3 separate regions of the Mus musculus genome follow, and regions 1 and 2 are each linked to region 3. The links are chromatin contacts, called in public Hi-C maps. All regions are on one chromosome and are shown on one strand. The core of a region is the stretch at or near the end of the contact, and the rest is flanking DNA. Distances in the headings are between cores, read along the strand shown.

Evidence for each region. Hi-C and Micro-C count contacts between places; a contact is called where the count stands out from the background.
Region 1: a Hi-C map of the N1E-115 cell line shows a contact between it and region 3, with 3 times the contacts expected there. The contact joins two enhancer-like sites. A contact is called at or near these places in 5 of 484 Hi-C or Micro-C datasets (the N1E-115 cell line, extraembryonic ectoderm, nephron progenitors and 1 more), 2 of 115 datasets of contacts at active chromatin or transcription factors (differentiating embryonic stem cells and embryonic basal ganglia) and 1 of 9 other capture datasets (embryonic stem cells).
Region 2: a contact with region 3 is called in a Hi-C map of the N1E-115 cell line, with 4 times the contacts expected there. The contact joins two enhancer-like sites. A contact is called at or near these places in 10 of 39 promoter capture datasets (the 3T3-L1 cell line, the HPC-7 cell line, HPC-7-derived erythroid cells and 5 more), 1 of 15 datasets of contacts at CTCF or cohesin (embryonic stem cells), 3 of 484 Hi-C or Micro-C datasets (the N1E-115 cell line, embryonic fibroblasts and trophoblast stem cells) and 2 of 9 other capture datasets (liver and macrophages).

What each region holds. Positions count from the first base shown.
Region 1 is chr2:173,604,392-173,607,091 of GRCm38.p6, forward strand. It overlaps the pseudogene Ppp4r1l-ps. Among named protein-coding and RNA genes, the nearest start is that of Ankrd60, 27 kb to the left of the region's middle. Within about 2 kb of position 1,275, at least 23 of the 459 cell types and tissues checked have an H3K27ac peak or open chromatin away from gene starts, as enhancers often do. A contact at or near this core is called in the N1E-115 cell line, where this site is marked.
Region 2 is chr2:173,563,377-173,566,076 of GRCm38.p6, forward strand. No RefSeq gene overlaps it. Among named protein-coding and RNA genes, the nearest start is that of Ankrd60, 14 kb to the right of the region's middle. Within about 2 kb of position 1,360, at least 26 of the 459 cell types and tissues checked have an H3K27ac peak or open chromatin away from gene starts, as enhancers often do. A contact at or near this core is called in the N1E-115 cell line, where this site is marked.
Region 3 is chr2:173,937,238-173,939,937 of GRCm38.p6, forward strand. No RefSeq gene overlaps it. Among named protein-coding and RNA genes, the nearest start is that of Gm30017, 64 kb to the left of the region's middle. Within about 2 kb of position 1,319, at least 14 of the 459 cell types and tissues checked have an H3K27ac peak or open chromatin away from gene starts, as enhancers often do. A contact at or near this core is called in the N1E-115 cell line, where this site is marked.

The DNA.
Region 1 (2,700 bases), core at 25-2,524, 330 kb before region 3:
GAAGGCTGCACCTCTCAGGCTGAACTGAGAACCACAGCGAGAAGCAGCGAGCAGACACCACTGAACCTCACACTGGAGATGAAGTCAGCCAGCTTTCTTACATACCCAACTTACCCAATGACACAGAAGATCATACAAAAATGAAGTCCTTATCTTCTTACCAAAACCATGCCATGTCAAAGGAAACTCCAGAGCCACAGATCTGACTGGAGAAGTAACAAGAATGTAAGAGGGCGAAGGGGCCACAGACTTACACAAAACCTCTCTGAAGACTGCTTCTCGAATCCCAGTGAGGTGGGAAAGAGCAGTGGGCGCGGTGGAGAAGCAAGGCACTCGCCTGACTCTCACTACACCTAAACCAACATCACAGGGTTTGGGGCCTGAGCTTCCTGCTGTGACAGAGCCAGAGAATGTCATGTCTACCACAGTCCTGTCAAAGAAACAGAGGCTAACATGAGGCCTGAAGGAAACACTAGGCAGTGCCAAGATGGAAGACATTCTACCAAGGAACTGGCCTACACTGTGTCAAGACCTCCCAGGTTACAAGATCTAAAGATTCAGAAAGTGTTTAAGGTCAGGACACTGGAGACAGGAGGACTCAGGGCCAAGAGAGACTTCAACGCTCTTGTATTGCGTAATGTCAAATGATCTTGTCTCCAAGTCAGTCTCAAATGGCTCATATGTGTGTGTATAGACACACACACACATATGTGCACATGTACACACATGCTTTACACACATATGTATACATGCATGTGTGTGTGTGTGTGAACAGAGAAGAAAGGATGACACAAACCAAAGTGACAGGCTCCTAGAGAAGGGGGAGGGAGAACACAGCTTCCATTCTTCTAACTCTCCTGTAAGCTCAATCAAAAGCTACCTCCTGTTGGGCCTGGTGAGGTACACCTTTAATCCCATCAGTTTGAGGGGCAGAGGCAGGCAGATCTCTGTGAGGTCAAGATCAGAGTGGTCTACAAAGTGAGTTCCAGGACAGCCAGCATTCTGTTATGCAGAGAAACCCCGTCTCGAAAAAGGAAAAAAAAGAAAAAAAAAAAAGCTATCTCCAAATGTTTAGAAAGAATATCTCAAAATAAGTAAACAAGAAAAAGTAGAAGGAAGGAAGAAAGGGAGGGGGAGAGAGTGGGAGGGAGGGAGGGAGGGAGGGAAGCATTTTCTCTCCAAGCTCCATCTTTCTCAGGGACACAGCACTGCTAGAGTACAGTAAAGAATTCTGGGTGGGTAATATAGCCATCTTCTGTTGAGAATTTGTACACAGACAAGCAAAGCGGGACACACACACACAGAGAGAAATCTAATTGGGGTGAGGGAAGGGTAATCCAAGCCCAGAACACAAATAAGGAAAAGGCCTCTCTCTGCCTTCAAGCTCTGAGGACACAGACTTCTGATGTAACGCTGAGCAGAGTTGTTCAGTGACAGCCACAATAAATGAGGATGTGAGACCTCTGTATCCAGGGTAACGGGCAACTAAAGAGCTCCCTGTATCTCTTTCCACTCCTCTCGACCACCACACCCACATGACCTTATTACTACACCATATAAGACAAATCCAGAGTCATTAGAAGGCAGCACACAGTGACGAGACATGACATCCCAGCAGCCCTGGGAACCACATGTGTGGAATGGCGATCTTCACTGAGTTGCTTGGAGCCAACTATTCTTTACAGCCCATAACCACAGCATTCTTCTTAAATAAATGCACAAATAAAAATGAGCTCAAAATAGGGATGACGACAAAAAATGAGGAAGCCTTACTGTGAAAACGTGTTGAGAGAAAACCAGGCTTCTGACAATTAGTTATAATCGCAGAATGCTAATGGCCTCCCTGCAAGCAAGAGGAATTATAATTGGTCTCCAGTGGCCTGTTTATCCTGTCTAGATATAATTACAAGATACAGCTCTCGCCGTTTTTACCAATCCATTCATCCGACAACTAACATTTATTCAGCACGGGCTCTGGGCTTGGCCTGTGCTGGGTGCTGATGGCACAAGGCCACAGTGACCCCAGGTCAGAGCTTGCCACTTCAAGGGACAGGTAAATGGGACTTTATAACTCAACTGCTAAGTGAAAGGAGATGGACATGCAGCAGCCTGTGATGACAGAGAGGAGAGTGTCACTAACAGTGATCGGGTGTCGGGAAAGATGTGAACAAAGCACTGTGAGTACACAGGTGATCTACCAAGAACTGAGCCCTGGTCTCCACAGGAAGGCTGCGTGGTCTAACTGGTACTGCAGGCGAGGTAACGGTCCCCGTCATACAGGCACCTAAGCTGCTGGCATCACAATTGACTGATTACGATTCCCAACGAGAATGAAAACTGAGGAGAAGACAGATGTGTGTGTTTTCCATGTGACAAGTCCTTTCCCGCAGAGCAGCCTCCTTCTGAGTTGGCATGTGCTGATGTGTATACAGATGTCCCAATATCCAAACACAGGGCACACAGAACCCAGAGAGCCGCTTCCATCATCTGTAAGCCAAGGGCTTCCTGAGTATTTACCACAGCGTTTTGGGGTATTACCCACAGAACCAGACAACATTCTGTTTGGGGAGCTCCACAACACATACGTGGGCCTGTACTCCTCAAATAAAAGCACCTCATGCTACACACACCTCCACTTCCCAGCTGAGAAGATGGCAGCCCCCAAGCTCTTGGTGTTCAGGACCCCCCTAACTTCCAGGC
Region 2 (2,700 bases), core at 110-2,609, 370 kb before region 3:
CATCCCAAGACCCTCAAATGATTTTTTAAATAAAAACACGTGTGTGCGTGTGTCCCTGAACGTGTATGTGCATGCATGTATGCCTTTGTGTGTGTTTACGTACTGTCTGCATACATCTACGGAATATGCATGCAGTGACCACAGAGTCCAGAAGAGGGGGTCTGGAGCTGAAGTTACAGGTAGGTTTGAGCTGGAAAATGAATCCTGGCCTTCTATAAGGACTGCTAACACCCTTAATCACATCCCTCCAACCCTGTATGGTCTTTCAAAAGCTGCAAACTATGCCCCCCAACATACCCCGTGCTGGGCACAAGGGATACTCAAGGCCTTATCATCCAGGCCTGCGGTTTCAACATATATAAACATCTTATGCTCTGGGACTTCCACAAAGCTGGGGAGCTGGGTCTAGACTGGGATTTGGACAGGAAATGGTGAGTTATAACCTTGCAAGGATATGGAATTCTCTAAACATCCCTGTGACATTTCCCAGGCACACACACACATGCACTCTGGAGCCCCAGATGTTATTGGTATTTTTTAATTTTTTCCGTTTTAAATTTAGAACATATAGCAACCAAACAAGTCAAGGATGATGCTGTGGGAACACAGGACGTGATTTCCTGGGGCAGATGGGACACTGGGCTTTCTTGTTCCGTGGCCAGATGTGTACTCCTAGAGTGATGGAGGACAGACCCCTTTCCGGATGTCGTGAGGGCTATACACGTGTCCCCCTGGCCAATGTACATGTCCCCTGTGCCCGCTCTGCAGAAAGTTCCAGGACTCAGGCAGAAATGCCACCCTCGAGCCCCCCAAATTGAGCTCCACTCTTGAATTTTCAAGTGACGCATATAGCAGCATCCCTGACATTTCCGCAGAACACAAACCCCGGTGTTTTGCCAAATGTTAATGGGTTTCTGTGCCCTCCACTGGCTGCCTCTGTATTCAATGCGCAGTGCAGGGGCAGGGCCTGAAGACTGGAATTTTCCTCTGCCTGAGAGCCTGTTGTTCCTCTGCAGCGGCTCTGGCCTGGGGGCGCTCTATGAGTTGCTGAGAAAGCCTTCCACCACTTAATGTCCAGACCAGCAAGTTTACGGGAAATTATTAATCTCCCACTTTGGGAATTATTAGTTCTGGATGGAGACTCTTATTGTATAAGGTTTGCTGAGAATTTATGAGCCTCTCTGGAATCCGGGAGGGGATCGATTCTCAGAGAGTAAACATTTTAAGCAAATTAAGTGTTGGTGGTATAATAATACGAATAATGCCTGCCATTTTTCAAGTGTCTGCTTCGAGCCAGGCATTCCATCTCTCTGGTGGCAACAGGGGCAGGTTTTACTACCCCGAACGCGCCACATGAGGCAGCTGAGACCCCAAGAGCTGCCCCTGGTTGGTCTAATGCCACATATCTAGGGGCAGAGGGAGTCTCTAAAGCATGTGTAGCCGACCACAGAACTGCCCTCCTTCCTGCTCACCAAGGAGTTGCTGTGGTAGGCAATTCCCCTGGGCTGTTTCTTCTGCCAACAGGACTGGCTGTGCAGAAGGGCAAAACCTGCTGATGAGATGGGTAGAGGGGAGCCGAGGGTCTCAGGAGATGGCCATTGGTTCTGAGGTTGCACAGCTGATGGGGAGGACGGCTTGGGGCGGGGTGGGGGTGAGGGTCGGTTCCATCAGTAACGCTTGCTGTGCAAGCATGAGGACCTGAGTCTGAGCCCCAGAACCCACATAAAGAAACCCAGCGGGGCACCTGGAGACGCGGCTCAGTGGTTAAGTGCACTGGCTGCTTTTGTAGAGGGCCCAAGTTCAGCTTTCGGCACGTGGTGTTGAGAGTAACCCCATGCAGGGCAGAGAGAGAGAGACAGAGACAGAGAGACAGACAGAGACAGAGACACTTTTTCCCACATTCTGGAAACCCTGAGCTAGTGATCATAGAGTGGGGACAGACAGGCAATCCAGGGAGAGCAAAAGACTCAGGTGCGCGGAGACAGCTCTACTTCCTGCTGATGACACTTGAGGGGGGTGGGGGTGGCACCGAGGCTGAAGCGCCAGGAGAATAGGCCCATAGGCCCACCATCTCAGTCCTGAGTTAGCCTCACAGGCTGAGAGCTCTAGACTAGAGCTTATGTTGCTGGTCTTAAGTTTTCCATTGCACTGGCTCCTGTGACAGAGGCCAGCTACAGTGACCTCTGCAGGGCAGATGAGGGGGAGAGAGTAGAGACTCATTCCGGGGGTGGGGGAAGGGGAAAGGATACGCTGGTCACTGAGCACTGACTTTGAGAAACCCTATAGCCAAGGCAAACGGGAGCTCGGTGCAGTGCAAACCATCATTTTTGCTTTGTCATCCTGCCGGGCTGGCTTTCCAGAACTCTTCCCAGGATGCCATGGGGCTTTACCGGTGAGCTATGTCTCTGGCTGGGATGAAGAGATAAGATCATTTCTATGTCCCCTCTAAGGTCCTCAAGGGCACACCATAACACGTCCCAGGGCACTAAGGACCAAGGACTGCTCATCAGAGTTCAGTGGCCAGAAGCAGAGAGAGCTCAGAAAAGACATCAAGTGAGTTTTTTTTTTCCGTCTCTTTCCTCAACCACCTTTCCCAGAGCTTCCGCGGGGCTCCCAGGCAACATCTCAAACAGCATTTTTTTGGGGGGTGGGGGGAACGGTGTTCTCCAGTGTGTCCAGCAACCTCAGGGACCTGTTGTA
Region 3 (2,700 bases), core at 69-2,568:
CCCAGGTTGGCCTCTAAATCACTGTGTGGAGAAGACGACCTTGAACTTCTGATCCTCCTGTCTCCACCTTCTGAGGTTATAGATGTGGGCTACCAGGCCTGCTTCATGCACTGCTGGGGTCTTACGATGCTAGGAAAGCACTAAGCTACACCCTCGAGTCCGGAAGGGCATCTGGAGGATGCCTACTTAAGCTTGTCCCATGCCCCTCCTTAGCTTGTGGGATCCCCTAACACATCAAACAAATTAAAACGAGGCCGCACTTTAAGGAAAATTTGTTTTCAGTAAAGATATTTAAGAGAACTTTAATGATTTCTCTTTTTAAATGATCTGGCTGTGGGTAATTTATGATAGTCTCAATTACCTGTGATTTACCCCACAACCAATAGGCATCTTCAGATTCCCCGTGCCTGTTTTCTCAAATGTAATGAAACTTTATGATTCCTCTATCAGGAAGGAAGGCTGCGTGCCAAGGAGACGGCTCTGCTGCTCTTGGCAGGCGTTTAATGAAGCATGTGTTAATTTTGATTTTGCAGCTTTCTTGTCGAATAGCAGAGCCGATCACTTCACTTCACGTTGAACACAATTGCATGGACGCCAGAAAAACACACGCCCGAGACCCTGAAGGGGAGCCTTTCTTTACCACCAGGTCCTGGGGGGTGGGGGTGGGGGCATTCCAGAAGCTGCAGGGCCATCTCAGTGCTGCAGGGAGGGCTGGCTGTCAGTTGGAACAGCATCTAGTTTCCTCTTTCTTAGTTTTTATAGCGGTAAAAATTAAGTCTCAACATCTGGAGCCCCACATGTGTGATGTGCAAACACCCAGCTCCAGTGCGCACGGCCTTCATTCCTTATTTCTTGATTAATTTATTGGGCATCGCCACTTTGCTTCTCTGTTACAGCAAAGAAGCTTAATTGCTTGGAGGAGAAAGGGTGGGGGTCAGGGGGGGGAACAATGAGAAATTAAGCATAATTGGGTGACATTTCCTGACAGATTCTAACACAGGGCCCCAAATGAGAGTCCCACTCCCTTATGCCTAGCACAGGTCTCTTTTCTTCACAACCTGAGGCCACTGGCCTCCCAGACTTGTATGGTAATATCTGGAGACATAAAAGGGAAGAGGCAATTAAAGATGGACACGTGCAGCTTCAGGGCTGACGTTATCGATGGCTTTGTGATCAATAGCGCTATTTTTATTTGGATTGCTGGGTGAGAATGAGCCATGGCCACAAAATTTAGAGAGCCCTACAGAGGCTCTGTAAACGTGCCGTAACTCGGTGTCAGGCCGGAATCACGGCTGATTTAAAGGCTGGGGGCGTCGGAGCGAGGAGGGGTTTCCATCACTGTATGCCCAGGAGAGGAGCTGCATCTGCCGGCTTCCAGGCCCCAGGTGGAGCAGAGCTGCTGTTTATAACAGAATTTGGCCGTGGGTGAATTTTAATCTTGGGAGCCACTGATTGCTTTAGGGCTGAGCTGGGAGAGTCGGGCCTAGCTGGCCTTTGTTCCCAGAGCACTACCAAGGACTGCAACAGCCCCTGCACCCTGGGTTTTGCTACTTCTGTTGTTTCCTGTTATTTATCTTGAGTGGATACAATGTATTTTGGTCATGTTCACCCCTTGCCCTGTCTTATCCATTCCCTGTGCTCTCTGTACACTTCCGGTTTCTTCGCAACGCCCCCAACCCCACTTCCGTGTCTACTTTTCTCCCCTTTCTGTGTCCTGCTGAGTTGAATCAGGATGTCTGCATGAGCGTAGCAAAGGGGATTACTGGGGTATGGACAATTTACCAGTCGCTATCTTGCTGAAGAAAAATGGCCTCTCCTCCACCAGCAGCCATCAGTTGCCCCATAGTTCCTTGACTAGGAGTGCTCCACACGTGTCCCCCCTCCAACACTAATGTCCTAATGTTCTCGTGGGAGAGGTCTGAAAGGGAAGACACAATAGCTAGGAGCTCTGGATAGCTGTCCTCTCTAGGGAAGCCGCCTTCTATTAATGTCATATTTCCTGGGCGCTAATGACAGAAAGAGGCACAGTGTATGTGAGCTAGACCCCCCCCCCCCTCCAGCTTCTACACTCTGCTCTTGACTCTGGCTTTTGCGTTAGCTCTGGTCAGCCAATACATTCATTGCTTCCTATACACCGAAAGTAAAGTCTATATGGAGAGGAACTGCCAGCGTATAAACACCAGGTCCCAGACTTATGGTTAATAAATAATACATAACTGGAAGACTGATATCTACTTAACCAACGTTTCATATAGACTGCCTTGTGGGATACTATTTCAGATACACTGGGTTTCATTAAATATATGAGTAAAATTACTTTTCTGTTTTTACTTTATGGTTTTTGCCTTTGCTATTTTAAAAAGGTGTTAAAAATTTAAAATACAATATGTGTAGGGTTTTTTTTTTTTCATTTTTGTTATAAGGCACAGGTCTACAGGAATAAAGGAGGAACAGGGATGTAAGACAAAGTGTTTCAGGTCAACCAGCATGCTAGTGGCAGGTCCTTTTGGGCGCTAACAACATGACCACCCAAAATGGGCATCTCTGTGTGGATCCTGTCTCGTATTGGTGCTATATCAGCAGACTCTGGCCGAATTCTTAATCCAGCTCTGTGTCCCTGTCTTAGTCACCAAAGGCTTGTATGGCTTTCCCAGGGGATGATATTCTTGGTTTGGTACTCTGGCACACTGTGGTTGATAT